4 separate regions of the Mus musculus genome follow, and regions 1, 2 and 4 are each linked to region 3. The links are chromatin contacts, called in public HiChIP or PLAC-seq and promoter capture Hi-C maps. All regions are on one chromosome and are shown on one strand. Each heading gives the region's core, a stretch centred on a gene start, on an enhancer-like site or on the middle of the called end of the contact. The rest is flanking DNA. Distances are from core to core; before and after follow the strand shown.

Evidence for each region. Promoter capture Hi-C pulls out the DNA fragments that hold promoters and counts their contacts. HiChIP or PLAC-seq counts read pairs in DNA pulled down with a chosen protein or histone mark. Capture Hi-C pulls out chosen DNA fragments and counts their contacts.
Region 1: a contact with region 3 is called in a promoter capture Hi-C map of pre-B cells, with 4 times the contacts expected there. The contact joins the promoter of Rev3l here to the promoter of Cd164 in region 3. A contact is called at or near these places in 1 of 39 promoter capture datasets (pre-B cells) and 1 of 115 datasets of contacts at active chromatin or transcription factors (astrocytes).
Region 2: a contact with region 3 is called in a promoter capture Hi-C map of adipose tissue, with 4 times the contacts expected there. The contact joins the promoter of Sec63 here to the promoter of Cd164 in region 3. A contact is called at or near these places in 5 of 39 promoter capture datasets (the C10 cell line, hippocampal neurons, liver and 1 more), 3 of 484 Hi-C or Micro-C datasets (B cells, CD8 T cells and erythroblasts), 4 of 115 datasets of contacts at active chromatin or transcription factors (astrocytes, cardiomyocytes, extraembryonic endoderm stem cells and 1 more) and 1 of 9 other capture datasets (adipose tissue).
Region 4: an H3K27ac HiChIP or PLAC-seq map of extraembryonic endoderm stem cells shows a contact between it and region 3, with 8 times the contacts expected there. The contact joins the promoter of Gtf3c6 here to the promoter of Cd164 in region 3. A contact is called at or near these places in 3 of 115 datasets of contacts at active chromatin or transcription factors (astrocytes, embryonic stem cells and extraembryonic endoderm stem cells) and 1 of 9 other capture datasets (adipose tissue).

Annotation. Positions count from the first base shown.
Region 1 is chr10:39,730,716-39,733,596 of GRCm38.p6, forward strand. It overlaps Rev3l (REV3 like, DNA directed polymerase zeta catalytic subunit), which reads left to right and starts at 1,445. Exons shown (of 32, transcript NM_011264.3): 1 at 1,445-1,898. The coding sequence starts at 1,760. E130307A14Rik (RIKEN cDNA E130307A14 gene) reads right to left here and starts at 1,292. Exons shown (of 3, transcript NR_038037.1): 1 at 1,023-1,292.
Region 2 is chr10:42,759,942-42,763,140 of GRCm38.p6, forward strand. Sec63 (SEC63-like (S. cerevisiae)) reads left to right here and starts at 1,555. Exons shown (of 21, transcript NM_153055.3): 1 at 1,555-1,947. The coding sequence starts at 1,824.
Region 3 is chr10:41,517,704-41,520,929 of GRCm38.p6, forward strand. Cd164 (CD164 antigen) reads left to right here and starts at 1,797. Exons shown (of 6, transcript NM_016898.2): 1 at 1,797-1,997. The coding sequence starts at 1,832.
Region 4 is chr10:40,255,988-40,259,303 of GRCm38.p6, forward strand. It overlaps Gtf3c6 (general transcription factor IIIC, polypeptide 6, alpha), which reads right to left and starts at 1,725. Exons shown (of 6, transcript NM_026113.5): 1 at 1,592-1,725; 2 at 1,226-1,306. The coding sequence starts at 1,672. It overlaps Rnu3a (U3A small nuclear RNA), which reads left to right and starts at 2,481; the gene lies at 2,481-2,692.

The DNA of each region.
Region 1 (2,881 bases), core at 195-2,694, 1.8 Mb before region 3:
AAGCTGAAAACTGTAGTTTCTGCTTCCTATTACTTTAATCTTTTTGTTGGGGCGGAATTGGGGGGGGGGGCGGCGGCGACGACTCACCTGTGAAAAACGAGGCCTAAAAAAATCAAATTATTTGTCCGAGGTCACGCCCAGTATTAGTGACCAAGCCAGACAAAATCCATAGGTTCTAATTTAACATCCTCACCAGCAGCATCTGTTGCCCCCGCACCCCCCAATCCCTAACTGTGCCACTTCATCTCCTTTCTAGCTCCAAATAAAGTTGGTTTTTATTTTATGTCTTACCCCACCCCCTTTTTCTTCTGTGTCAACCCGTAGTAAAATCTTGCACTAAGAGTGAATGAAAACACGCCGACTTTTAGGAGCCTTTCCCTTTTGCCAACATTTTCTCTGAAAGGCTCTCGGGGCTCTCCGAGCAGCCGCGAGAGGAGTGGAGGGAGGGAGGTGAGTGGAGCAAACAAGTCTTTCCGTGTTCTCGCTCGTGCCGCGTGTGTGTGTGGGGTGTGTGTGTGTAGCCTGCGCGGGGGAACCCACAGTGGTTGTCCTAGTGCGAGAGGGGCAGGCGGTGGGGGAGTGGGGGGGTGGAGAAAACCACGACGGTGGGAAATCCCTGTGCTGTCGGTGTATCTGCCCAGCTTGGGCAAAGCTGGGCAGGGCCGCGCGTGAATAAATCTCCTTAAGTGGCCGGGCGCAGTCACTGCAGCACCGCAGAAGAGGAGGCGGGCGAGGCGGGGCGCGAGGCTCGCCCGGAGCTGGGGGGAGGGGAGGGCGGAGGAGGGAGCGAGCGCCAGGGCGGCCCTTTTATAGGCCGAGGCCCGCGCGCCCCCGCCCCTCGAGCTGGCCCGGGCTCCAGCTCCGCCGCCGCGTTACCTGAGAAGGGCCGGCACGTCCAACGCTCCGCCCGCCCGCTCGCTCGCCCGCCCGGCCCGCCCTCCCTCCTTCCCACCCTCCCGCTCGGCCAGGGCCGCCCGAGGTCTGTGCCGCGCCTCCCTTCTCCCGCTGGCGGCTTCCCTTACCTTGTGAAAACAAAACAAAACAAAAAATATCCTCTCCGCGGCAGCCCCCGCCTCTTCCGTAAGATGTGACATGGCGGTCGGCGAGGGGAACTCGGGAAGCCGCCAAAACCCTGCGCCCCTCTGAGCCTATCCATGCTATCGGCGCTCCCCGGGCCCCGCCGCAGTGACCCGGCCCACAGGCCGAATCATCGATTCCTCGGCGCGCGGCCCGGCTTCCCGCCAGCTTCTTCCCCAGCCGCGCGCTCCGAGCGGGGGAGAACCCCCTCCTCGTCCCCTCCCACCCCGGGCGCGCGCCCGCCCGCCTCCTCCCCCCCCCCCGTCGCCGCTCGCGCGCGCGCACACACACACCCCTCCTCCCCTCCCCCAGTGGTTGCGTCCGTGACATCATCATCATGGCAACAAGAGCTGCAGCCTGGGACCGAGGAGCCCGTGTGATTCCCGGCGGCGGCGGCCGTGGCGGCAGCAGCAGCGGTACCACCCGACCCGACGAACGCGCGAGGGCTTCTCTCCCGCTGCCTCTCGCCCGGAGCGTCTGAGGAGGCGGCGGCAGCACACAGCCTCCGCAGCCTCCGCGCGCCGCCGCCGCTGCCGCTCGTCCCGGCGTCCGTGCGAGGGGCGGGGGGGAAAAGCCGAACCGAGGAGGAAGGGGAGGAGGCGCCTCTGCGGAGCCCGCCGCCGCCGCTGCTGCCAGGTCGCTGAGTGGAGGGGAGGCGGTGGCGGTGGCGGCGGCGGCGAACATGTTTTCTGTGCGGATAGTGACTGCCGACTACTACATGGCCAGCCCGCTGCCGGGGCTGGATACCTGCCAATCCCCGCTCACCCAGCTCCCTGTCAAGAAGGTGCCGGTGGTACGAGTCTTCGGGGCGACCCCGGCAGGTAAGCGGGAGCGGGCGGGAGCGGGAGCGCGGGCGCCGGGTCGTCGGGGCTGCCCTCCCTCCGCGCACTCGCGCGCACGCCGCCGCCGGCGGCCCTCTACAGGGTCGCTGCGGAGTCTGCCCTGTTCTCGGCTTTGCTCGCCTTCTCTCTCGCGCGCGTGACAGGAGGCGCAAAAGAAAAAAAAATGTGGGCTCGCGTGAGCGCTGCGCCCCCCTCCGCGGCAGAGAGGCGGCGGGCGCCCGGTCTCTCCTTTGCGAGCGGCGAGCAGGCTGGAGCCCCTGCCTCGGTGGGTCGGGTGGCTGCGCCTCGTCCCCAAGGACGAGTTCGCGGGTCCTTAGAGGTCGGTCCCCGGCGGAGACCCCGGCCACTCGCTACGTGTCCCTAGTGCCCCGTTCGAGAAAAGGCTTTGAGGGCAGAGGCGAAGTGTCAGGCGTGTTGTCCGTCGCTCCCGGTTGCCTCTGTTCACCCTCGCTCTCCTCTGCCCCTGCCGGAGATGCTGTGGCTGTAGAAAGTGGCGCCCGGGGCCAGATAATTTTTCTCATTGAAGTGACCATGTGGCTCTTCTGTGAGTGCAGGTCGTGACTGCTTAGAGTTTAATGCCTCGACAGGGACAGAGCGGCATCCTCAGGTGCAATGCTTTCAGGAAATGTGCATCCATGGAAATAGGAACTACGTGTTTGTGTCGCCCAACATAAAATACTACACCTAATGGGGGTGGATTCGTTAGGAAACACAGCCAAGCTCAGCAGCATAGGCATTTTAAAATTCCTCTAGGCTGGGTTGCAGGGTTGCATTTTAAAAATAGATTAAAAAAAAAAAAGCCATTTTGAAGAAATGGTGGGGGGGGGAAATGACAAGCTATGTTCTGGAACACTCTTTGGGTTTATAATATAAATAGGTTAGGGGCCAGATATACAAGGTTTTGCGTTTTTATCTTTCAGTTTTGCGTCTTTTTACATGCTTTAAACTGTTAAGATGAAATG
Region 2 (3,199 bases), core at 305-2,804, 1.2 Mb after region 3:
AAGAGCTTGTGTAACCAGATTTCCTCTCAGACAATGGAAGGCATATTGAAAAGCCATGTAGTTAACTGACTAGTCTTGAAACAATCCTTAAACGCTGGTGCTGGTGTACAGCTTTATTCCCAGCACTCAGGAGGTAGAGGCAGGCTGATCTCTGTGAGTTCGAGGCCAACCCTGGCTAAAGAGTGAGTTCCGGGACAGCCAGGGCTACACAAAGAAACCCTGGCTCAAAAAGAAAAAAAAAAAAACACCCCCCCCAACAAAAAGCAAAGTAAACAAAACAACAACAAAACGGGCAGTTAAGAGCACTGAATGCTCTTCTGAAGGTCCTGAGTTCAAATCCCAGCAACCACATGATGGCTACAGTGTACTCATATACATAAAAATAAAAAATGAATCTTAAAAAAAAATACAGCAGAATGTTTGTACTTGCGCGGTAGCTTCTCTTTTTAAAGATATTGCACAGTTTCCTTTACTATTCACAGCGGTCCTGTGTAAAGTGCCCTGTGTCCTCTTGATCCACAGAGGGCAGTGCAGACACTGGGACCCACCCTGCTAAGGCCACCACTGGACTCTGGTGGGATCTTTGCAAGGTTAGAGGACTATCCTGCAGTTCAGCTGACTCCAGCTTGAGATTCGGTGGCCAGGAGCAGAGAGTGACTGCCTCTTCAGATTGCCCACAGGTTGCAGGGGAGTGCCAGCGGCTCTTTGGGGCGTCAGAGCGATCTGGGTTTGGATCCTCAAGCCCTGAGCAAACCCAAACCATTGAGCGTTACCTCTGGAAAATGTTTTGAGTCTGAATTTTCTCATCAATAGAGCATATATGACATTGGTTCTCAATATGTGGGTCCTGACCCTGTTAAGGGGGAGTTATCAAAAGACCGTTTTAGAGGGAGTATATATATCATGCACATCATATATTTACATTACAATTCGTAACAGTAGTAAAATTACAGTTATGAACTAGAAATGAAAATAATTTTACGGTTCGGGGTCACGACAACATGAGGGACTGTATTAAAGTGTGGCAGCATTAGGAAGGTTGAGAGCCACCGATCTATATTTTGCTTTATTTCATGTTTTACTGACAAATTGAAGACATGATCGCTTGGGTCACAGAAAGCATTAGTGAACTGGCAGCTCCAAATACCAAGGCTTTGGAACTCTGAGGAGTTCCTTGCTCCCTATTCTTTTCATTTATTTATTTTTCCTTGCTCCCTATTTTAATGGCACTTGTTTCCATGAGGTTCACGTGGAGGAAAAGTGAGAGGGATAGGAGAGAGTGGAGAGGTTTGGCAACCTCGCTTAGGTTGCAAAAGCTCAGGTCCCAATCGCACCTAGGACGCTCGCCTCTGCTCACTGCTTGGGGGACCCTGGCAAGAAAGCTCCTGGAATCCGGGAAGGGTGCTGGGAAGGAAAGCCTGGTAAGCAGGGGGCGGGACCCGGGGGCGGGCTTATGGAAAACAGAGGGCGTGGTCCGTGGCTCAGGGGCGGGGCCGCGGGCGGGGTCCAACAGAGTTTCTTTGCTGCGCGCGCCACGTCTCCCTCAGTGAGCGTGTGGAGGAGACGGCCGGGGAGGGAACAGCCGCGTGGGGCGGGAACTAGCTCCTCTCGCGAGAGTTGGCGACGGCCGCGGCGGCGGCGGCGGCGTGTCCGTGAGAGCGGCGTGGGGGCGGGGAGGAGAGCGGCGGCGGCGGCGGCGGCGGCGGCGGTAGCGGCGTCCGAGCTACGCCACACGGGGCCGGGGCGCTGGGAGCCGGGAGCCGGAGCGCAGCGCGGGGTCGTGGCGACGGCGGTGAGGGGAGCGCGGCGGAGGAGGCGGAGCCATGGCGGGCCAGCAGTTCCAGTACGATGACAGCGGGAACACCTTCTTCTACTTCCTCACCTCCTTCGTGGGGCTCATCGTGATCCCCGCCACCTACTACCTCTGGCCGCGAGACCAGAACGCGGGTGAGTCCCGTCGGCGGCCCGCTCTGGCGCGCTCGGGCGGACGCTCCGCTCCGCTCTTCTCCGCTCCGCTCCGGGCCGCGCCGTCCTGCCCGCCGGTGCTGCTCCGCGTCCCAGGGACGCCGCCTGGGCGGCGGGGCCTGAGGGCCGCTGTCCACGGGGCCGGAGCTCGGCGGCGATTTCCGGGGCTGTCCGCCCGCCTGCGTGGTCCGCGGGAGTTTGGCGGGGATCCGATCCGCATTGTTCTGGACGCCCCTCGCCTGCCGCCTCTTTGTCTCCCCAGCCTCGGCTTTGTTGGGTGTTCTTTCTGGAGGGAGCGGGCTGGGCTGGGACGGGGGGCGAGAGAAGAGTTGGCCGAGGGGGAATAAGAGCGTGTGGGCACAACTCCGCATCCTTCGCTCCCGTCACCCTTTCTCCCTCTTGTCCCGGTGTCCCCGCTGCAGCTGTTGGTACAGATGTTTGGGGGCACCCCTAAGCTGGGTGTCATGTTTGGGACTTCCAAGTGAGCTCACCAGCAGCCCACCCCGTCACTTCCTCCGGTTGCTTTTTTCATTTGTTCAATCACATCGTGGGGGTTGGAGAGCGCTGCCGTTATTCCTTTTATAAAAGCACAAATAGGATTTTCTCCGTTTCCTTTCCTCTGGAGTTTCCTGTTTACAACGGAAAAGTGCAGGCATGAAGGATTAAGCGGGATTCGTTGATGGAAGGAGGTAGTTGGTGGGGTCGCAAGCTCCTTTGCTTTTAGTTCTCGAGTCTTTCCACATTAAAGGTCGCGTCAGAACGCAACCCAGTGCAGTTTCCGGGGATGTTAGGTTTAAGATTGTAATGTTGGATTCTGTGTTGCACTTTACTAAGACATATGGCACCGGTTATTCTTAAAGCTGATGGCACTTACAGCAAGCGCCTAATGGGTTATTTCTGGTGGTGGTAACCATAATTAGTAGGTTTCGAGTATAACAGCGGCTCTGGGGGAGAGCGTTCTGTGTCTGCTAAGTTGCTTTTAGGTTGGGTGTGGTGATGATCTAAGTTGTCTAGGTTGTGCACTGCAGCTTGGGAAGAATTGTTAGCAGTGAAGCTCAGGACTTGTTACACTTTGAAGAGAGAGTTCAATGTCCTATAAAATTATCTAGTTTCATAATAGAACTCAAGTAAATTTAAGATAAAGAGCAAGCAACACTTGCATCTCTTTTGTACATTTCACAATAAGCGGAGTAGCAACAATTTACCCAAAGTTACTAGCCTCCGTCGTTTCTCA
Region 3 (3,226 bases), core at 547-3,046:
CAAAGTTGAGAAATAAGACAATAAATGGAATTTGGCTCCTTTAAACTGAAAATAAAGCTGATTCTACAGCAGTGAAAATGACTTTGGAACTAAATCTTGATCTAGTACTGTATATGCTATTAAAATAAACCGAGCCAGCAGTTTGTTAGTCTTGAAATTGTCCCCTTATAGAAACGAAAGGAAATCTGATGACTATAGTTGGAACACTCAAGTGACAAGCTGTTAAATCAATGGTCCCCACAGCAGAGTGTGTTCATCCTAGGGACAAATGAGATCATCGATTTGGGAGCAGGAAGAGGAGATGGAACATAACCTCTGCTTTAAAATCTCCAAACAGAAGTTCTTCTTTTAGCCTAGGTGTCATGTGAGGCGTTTGAGAGAACAGCAGCTTCTCTAAAGCTCTTATGATGACTATTTGACTGCACCTTAATGCTAAGACCATTGATTTGGTCAGTCACAACCCACTGGCTCATATTTATTTTACAGAGTACACCCACAAAGGAACCACATTAAATTCATTACTGGCAGAAATAAGGGCTTTCAATCTTTCGCTAAAGTTGTAAAAATGCTTTTAGAGTCATTTTTTAAAATGCATACTACAGCGAAACAGACACCACCGAAACATCTGATATTCTTGTTATTAGGGTCACATGCATAATTAAAATTATGACATTAAAATTGTAACATAAAATATGGCAAACGCTAAACAATCAAGACAGCATAGTGCAAAACCCAGGGACTCTTGCATGAGGGACAATCGTTCTACCAAATGAACTACATTCCTAGCTCTACCTATCATTTTCAAGTCTCATTTAAAAAAAAAAAAAAAACCAAAACCACCTACTATAAGCATGTCAAGCGTTGATTATTTTGTGAGACCCGGCATCAGATGGCGCTCACGACTAAAGAGAGCCAGAGTCCGCCAACAGGCACTGAAAATGCCTGTTCTGCCACTATGCTATCCTAGTGTCAGGGTCAGGTCACTTTCCCCAAGTCTCATACTTCGTCGCTCGTGATGTGGGGATAGGAAGAGGCACGAAGGCTTTTCATCCCTAGCCGTCTTCCTCTCTGACCACAGTGATTGGGGCTGGGACAGATCGATCCCTACTGCGGATCTCTGAGTGACTCGGAAGAAGCAGGTGAGGCAAGGGCACCGGTGGCGGTTACGACAAGGAAGCGTCCGGGACAGATCACTTTCGGTCCCACCCACAGCTACGGGCACTGAACCAGTGGCCCGGCAAACTCTTGGATCCCGTGGTTCCGTCATTACTGAGTCCCCGAACTCTCAAAAACAAAAATTCACACTTAAAAATAAATCAAGCTTCACGGAAGAAAAGGCGGCTCCTACAGAGCCCTAGGCGAGCGCGGTCAGCAGAACTCAAGCTCAGCGGTCTCAGAGCCTCCGGGCTTCTTACCCGCAGCGCGCTACCGAGGGGTCACGTGACACCTCGCGGCCCGCCTCCCAGGCGGCGCAGGTGGACGCCCCTCGCTACGTCACGTGGGCAGTTCCATCCTTGCCAGGGCGGGGGGAGATCATCCGTGGTGCAGATGTGAGGAAAGCTCCATTGTGCCGCGCGTGATCCTCCCAGGACAAGAAGGACGGCTTGCGACGCACGGACTGCTGCCCTAGAGGTCTCCGCGGCCGCTTCTCTCCCTCCGGCCGGCTTCCTAGTGGTCTCGCCCGTTCCGCCCCGCCCCGCCGGGCTGCTCACGTGACCGGCGCGCGCTCCCGCGGGGCGGGCTTCTCGGGGGGCGGCGCCGCAGGGACGCAGTGCTAGACGGAGCCTGCTTTGCCGCAGCTTTTCTCCCGGACGCCTGGGCTGAAGACACAATGTCGGGCTCCTCCCGCCGACTGCTCTGGGCCGCCACCTGCCTCGCCGTGCTCTGCGTCTCGGCCGCGCAGCCCAACATCACCACCCTGGCTCCCAACGTGACCGAGGTGCCGACCACGACCACCAAAGTGGTCCCGACGACGCAAATGCCCACCGTGCTACCAGGTGGGCGCCCGCCGCACGCGCCGAGCCGGTGGGGACTCGCGCAACATGGCCGCCCGGCCGGAGGACGGCGGCCCGACGGGGTGGGGGGCGAAGGCGACAGGCGAGCTAGGCCGCGAGCGTTGCCCTCAGAGGCGCCATCCCCCCAAGCGCCTGGTAACTCCGCGCCGCAGCTCGGGACGGCGACGTGGCTTGCTTCCGCGGTGGCAGTTAGGAGTAATTGGACGAGGCGACGCGCCCCGCGGTCGGCGGGGTGCGCAAACTTTGGGCTCGTGGGACAGACTCTTGTCCTCCCCTCGAAACTTCTCCGGAAGTTTCTAATGAAGGAGTTCGGGATAGGTGGGGGACATTTAGAGATGAGTTGGGTGTCCCTTTGCCCCCTCCCACCAGCGAGCCTCCTGTAACTTCACGTTGACTTAGCTGAGCGGTGTTGGCTGTATCTGAGATTTGAGTGGTAAGGGAAGAACGAGGCTTGTGGCGGATGATGAGAAGTGAAACCTAGGGACATATAAAGAGCAAGATGTGATCTCCCGGGGGCCTGTGTTTTAAGGCTGTGGAGTTAGGTTGAAATTCAGTCTGTCCGTTTTTCTGAAATCCGATCAAGGAACACGCCTTTTGTTCAACTCTAGGGTTCGTTAAGGCTTGTACAAATTGGCATAGGCCGTGACGACGCAAATGAGACAGAAGGTAAATTTGAAGTAATGAGGTGAAAACACGACGTGCTTTAAGTTGGTTATTGCTCTTAATCTAGTAACTGCGCTTCTCAACCTAAAGATTGACTTGTCCTAGTGCCTTCTCTAGGGTTTTGGTTTTTTTTTTTTTTTTTTTTTTTTAATATGAATAAAACTAAGTAGTTCCCGATTTTTTGTTAGAAGGATGCTAGGGTAACAGATATTTTTAAATGAACAAAGTAAATTACAGAACAGTTCTGGGAATCTCTATCACGGTTAAAGTGATAAAGTAAAATATTGTTTGACTCCTACCTACTTGACAATTTCCTCCCAGACTTGTAATGTGTGGGTTCTTCATATTGTTTTAAGAGAAGCCTGGAAATACAAGTTAATTGCCTTGTATAATTGAAATGCCCACAGAGGAGATAACTTGTGTTTTCTGGCAATTACGGGGTTAGCTGCAGCATTCCGAAGGCTGCATCCATTATCAGGCTACACTGTTGTGAACAGCGTGTCTTAAGAACGAGTACTTTATGAATGGTTCTTCGTGTCCTGTTTGCA
Region 4 (3,316 bases), core at 475-2,974, 1.3 Mb before region 3:
CTCATATACATAAAATAAATAAATAAATCTTTAAAAAAAATGTCCACCATGCCTGAGTGGACTTTCTGTTGTCGTTTTGAGACGGGGTCTCTCTGTGGGTCTGTCTGTCTGTCTTAGAACTTGCTATGTACACCACACTACTCATCTCTGATTGGCATGTTGGGGTAAGTGGCAGAAATTAACCTGTTTAAATATTTGAAGCCAAGGATTTTGCCCAAAAATTTTGATAACAGCTTTATCCCCCATCCCTACCCCCATCCCCCAAAGACAGGGTTTCTCTGTGTAACAGCCCTGACTGTCCTGGGACTCACTCTGCAGACCAAGCAGGCCTCAAACTTAAGAGATCCGTTTGCCTCTGCCTCATGAGTGCTGGGATTAAAGGTATGTATCATCATCAGGCAATAACGTAATATTTTAAACTGTGTCTTCTCCAGGCATTTTGAAGACAGGGCTTTCTGTAGATCAAGGTGGCCTAGAACTTACTATATCATTAAGGATGACAATGAGCCAGGCGGTGGTGGCGCACGCCTTTAATCCCAGCACTTGGGAGGCAGAGGTAGGCAGATTTCTGAGTTCGAGGCCAGCCTGGTCTACAAAGTGAGTTCCAGGGCATTCCGGGGAGTTGGGGGGTAGGATGACAATGAACTTCGGATCCGCCTGCCTTGGGCTCTCCAGTGCCGGCATTACAGGTGTGCACCAGGACAGCCTGCTCTCATGCTATTTTTTCCTAATTGGCTTGTGAGGAGTGAGCCAAAGACACACCAAAGGCATGGTGAAGCAGGTGACATGGGTACTTGGTGACCGGCCGGGCAACACTGCATACATATCCACACTTAGACCAGAGTCTGCGTCCAGACTAGTACACTCAACTGTGGTACTATTGGAGGATAGAACTGAGGCCACGCCCACTACAAGGAAGGCAGGCACTGCTTAACAGCATGGATTAGGCTTTGTCCTGAAAGTCCCCCAGAAGTTTCATACAAGGTGTTTTGCTCTTTCTCTCCAGCCACACATTCAGACAGTGAAGAAGAAGCAGTCAGGCATTTTCTCTGCTCCCATAGAATCCCTCCCTTGTAACCTACTCTTCTGGTATGAGCCTGGAGCGTTTGATCACTGCTTTGTAAGGTGGGATGAACGTCTCTCTCTTTGTGGACAAGCATATCACCTTTTAGTCTTGTTTTAACTTTAAGAAAATCTACAACATTCCCCGAATTCTAAGACTCACCAAAATCTTGCATTTATTTTCACATTTGGAGAGAAAGTCTGAATCAATGATTCCTGACAATTCTACCAGAACAAACTGCTCCTGGTGGAAGAAAGCAAAGTTAATAAGGTAGACAAGGGGCAGTAAATAAGAAATGCCCCAAATTTCTCTGTGAAAACTCGATCCAGTTTCTGGTGGAAACCGATTCTTTCTAGAATGGGTAAACCAGAACTGAAGCTAGCCCTCCACGGCTTCTCGGGCTTCGGAAAGCCAGCGAGCTGTCTACCGGCCTCCCTCCCTCCGTCCGCATCCCAGACTCCCTTCCCCACCCAGGGGTGGCTCAACCAAGACCGCCCGCGCCGCAGGCCTCTGACCCTCGCTTACAACCTCCTCTAGCTCCTCTTCCTCCTCCTCCAAGTCCTCCCAAATGGGATCCACTGCCGCCGCCATAGCGTTCGGAGACGCCATCACTGGCCACGCCCCCTGTGGATGCCATTTTGGATACGGGCAGCGGCGTCCGGCTTCCGGCCAGAAAGCAAGATGGCGACGCCAGGCTTCCGTAAGTGGGTCCCACGTGGAGACTCGACACGCTCCGAGCTTCGGGAATTTAGGGTATTTAGCCCCACTTTGAAGAACGTGGCTCATAGAGCTCAGGCTACACTGAACTCAGTAAGTAGCTGAGGATGAGCGTAATCAACTGCCTCCACTATAAAACAAAACCTCACGTTTATTGTCTGCCGAAGGAGACTAGAGGATCAATGGTGGCCTCCACTTTTCATCCCAACATCTAAGGACGCGGGAGGGAGAGGATTAATGCAAATTCTAGGCCAGAGTGGCTACTTAGTTAACACAAACCCAGCAGTGACGCTACTGGGACAGGGTGGAATTCAGACCGCAGAGGACACAAATCAACACCCATCTTAAGTAAAACGCAGCCTGAGGAGCCGCACCCACCCTTTAAAACTGGTCCGGAAGTGATTTTCTTAGGATGACTGAAGACACTGGCGTGTGATTGGCTATTATCCTCAATATGTTAATTATGAACTTGATTCTGAGTTAGTTTACAAGTCATAAGTATTCAGAATGAGTTTTTGTTTTTGTTTTTTTTTTTTGCAAAATAATATACGAACACAGCTTCGAAAGTGCATGTGTATGGTATTCCTTAGGAGAATATTACGGGGTTTTCGCGGGGGGGGGGGGGCGGGTGGGGAATGTCACCATTAGTTAAAAATGTGCTGTCAGAGGTGGCCTCGCGGCGGCTGGCAACGCTAAACTAAGACTATACTTTCAGGGATCATTTCTATAGTTTGTTACTAGAGAAGTTTCTCTGACTGTGTAGAGCACCCGAAACCACGAGGAGGAGACAGAGTGTCCTTTCCTGAGCGTGAAGCCGGCTTTTAGTGCTGCATTTTGCAACTGCTATCTGCCATTGATGATCGTTCTCAACTCTCTTGAGGGTTGAGAGGGAGAGGACACAGTCTGAGTGGTTTCTTTTATATTTAGTTGAAAGTTAGAGTAGATGCTTTGGTCCTGAGCTACTAAATGGATATCTTTCCTCTTGTATTTTACATGGCTTATACTGTGTAGCCCGGTCATTCCTCTCTGTATGGTCCCAGACGACCTCCAACTCAAGTTCTGCTTTCTGCCTGCCTCAGCCTCCTAAGTGCTGGGGTTTAGGGTGTTCACTACAGCCTGGCTGACCTGCCTTTCTTGTTCTTAGTATGAATGTAGTTATAATGTTCACGAGACCATTAACTGCAAGAAAAATTTTAAGTGCTTATGAACAACAAAACAGGAAAGAATTTTGTCCTATTAGTAGTTGTGTGTGAAGTAAACTTAGGTCTTCTGCAAGCATGACTGAAGCTCCTTGCAGAGGAAAAAAAAATCTATGAGGAAGGCTATTAACCTGAACTAGTAAATAAAGAATATTAAATGTGATAGTGGTCGCAATATTAAGACACTGCCACTAGGAGGCGACAAGTGATTTAACAATCTGCTCCTTCTTGCTCTTTTACTTGGAAAACTTATATGAGAATTTTTATTTTCTCCTTTTTGTTGTTGTTGTTGTTGTTGTTTTAGTTTTTCGAGAGGGTTTCTCTATGTAACAGTCCT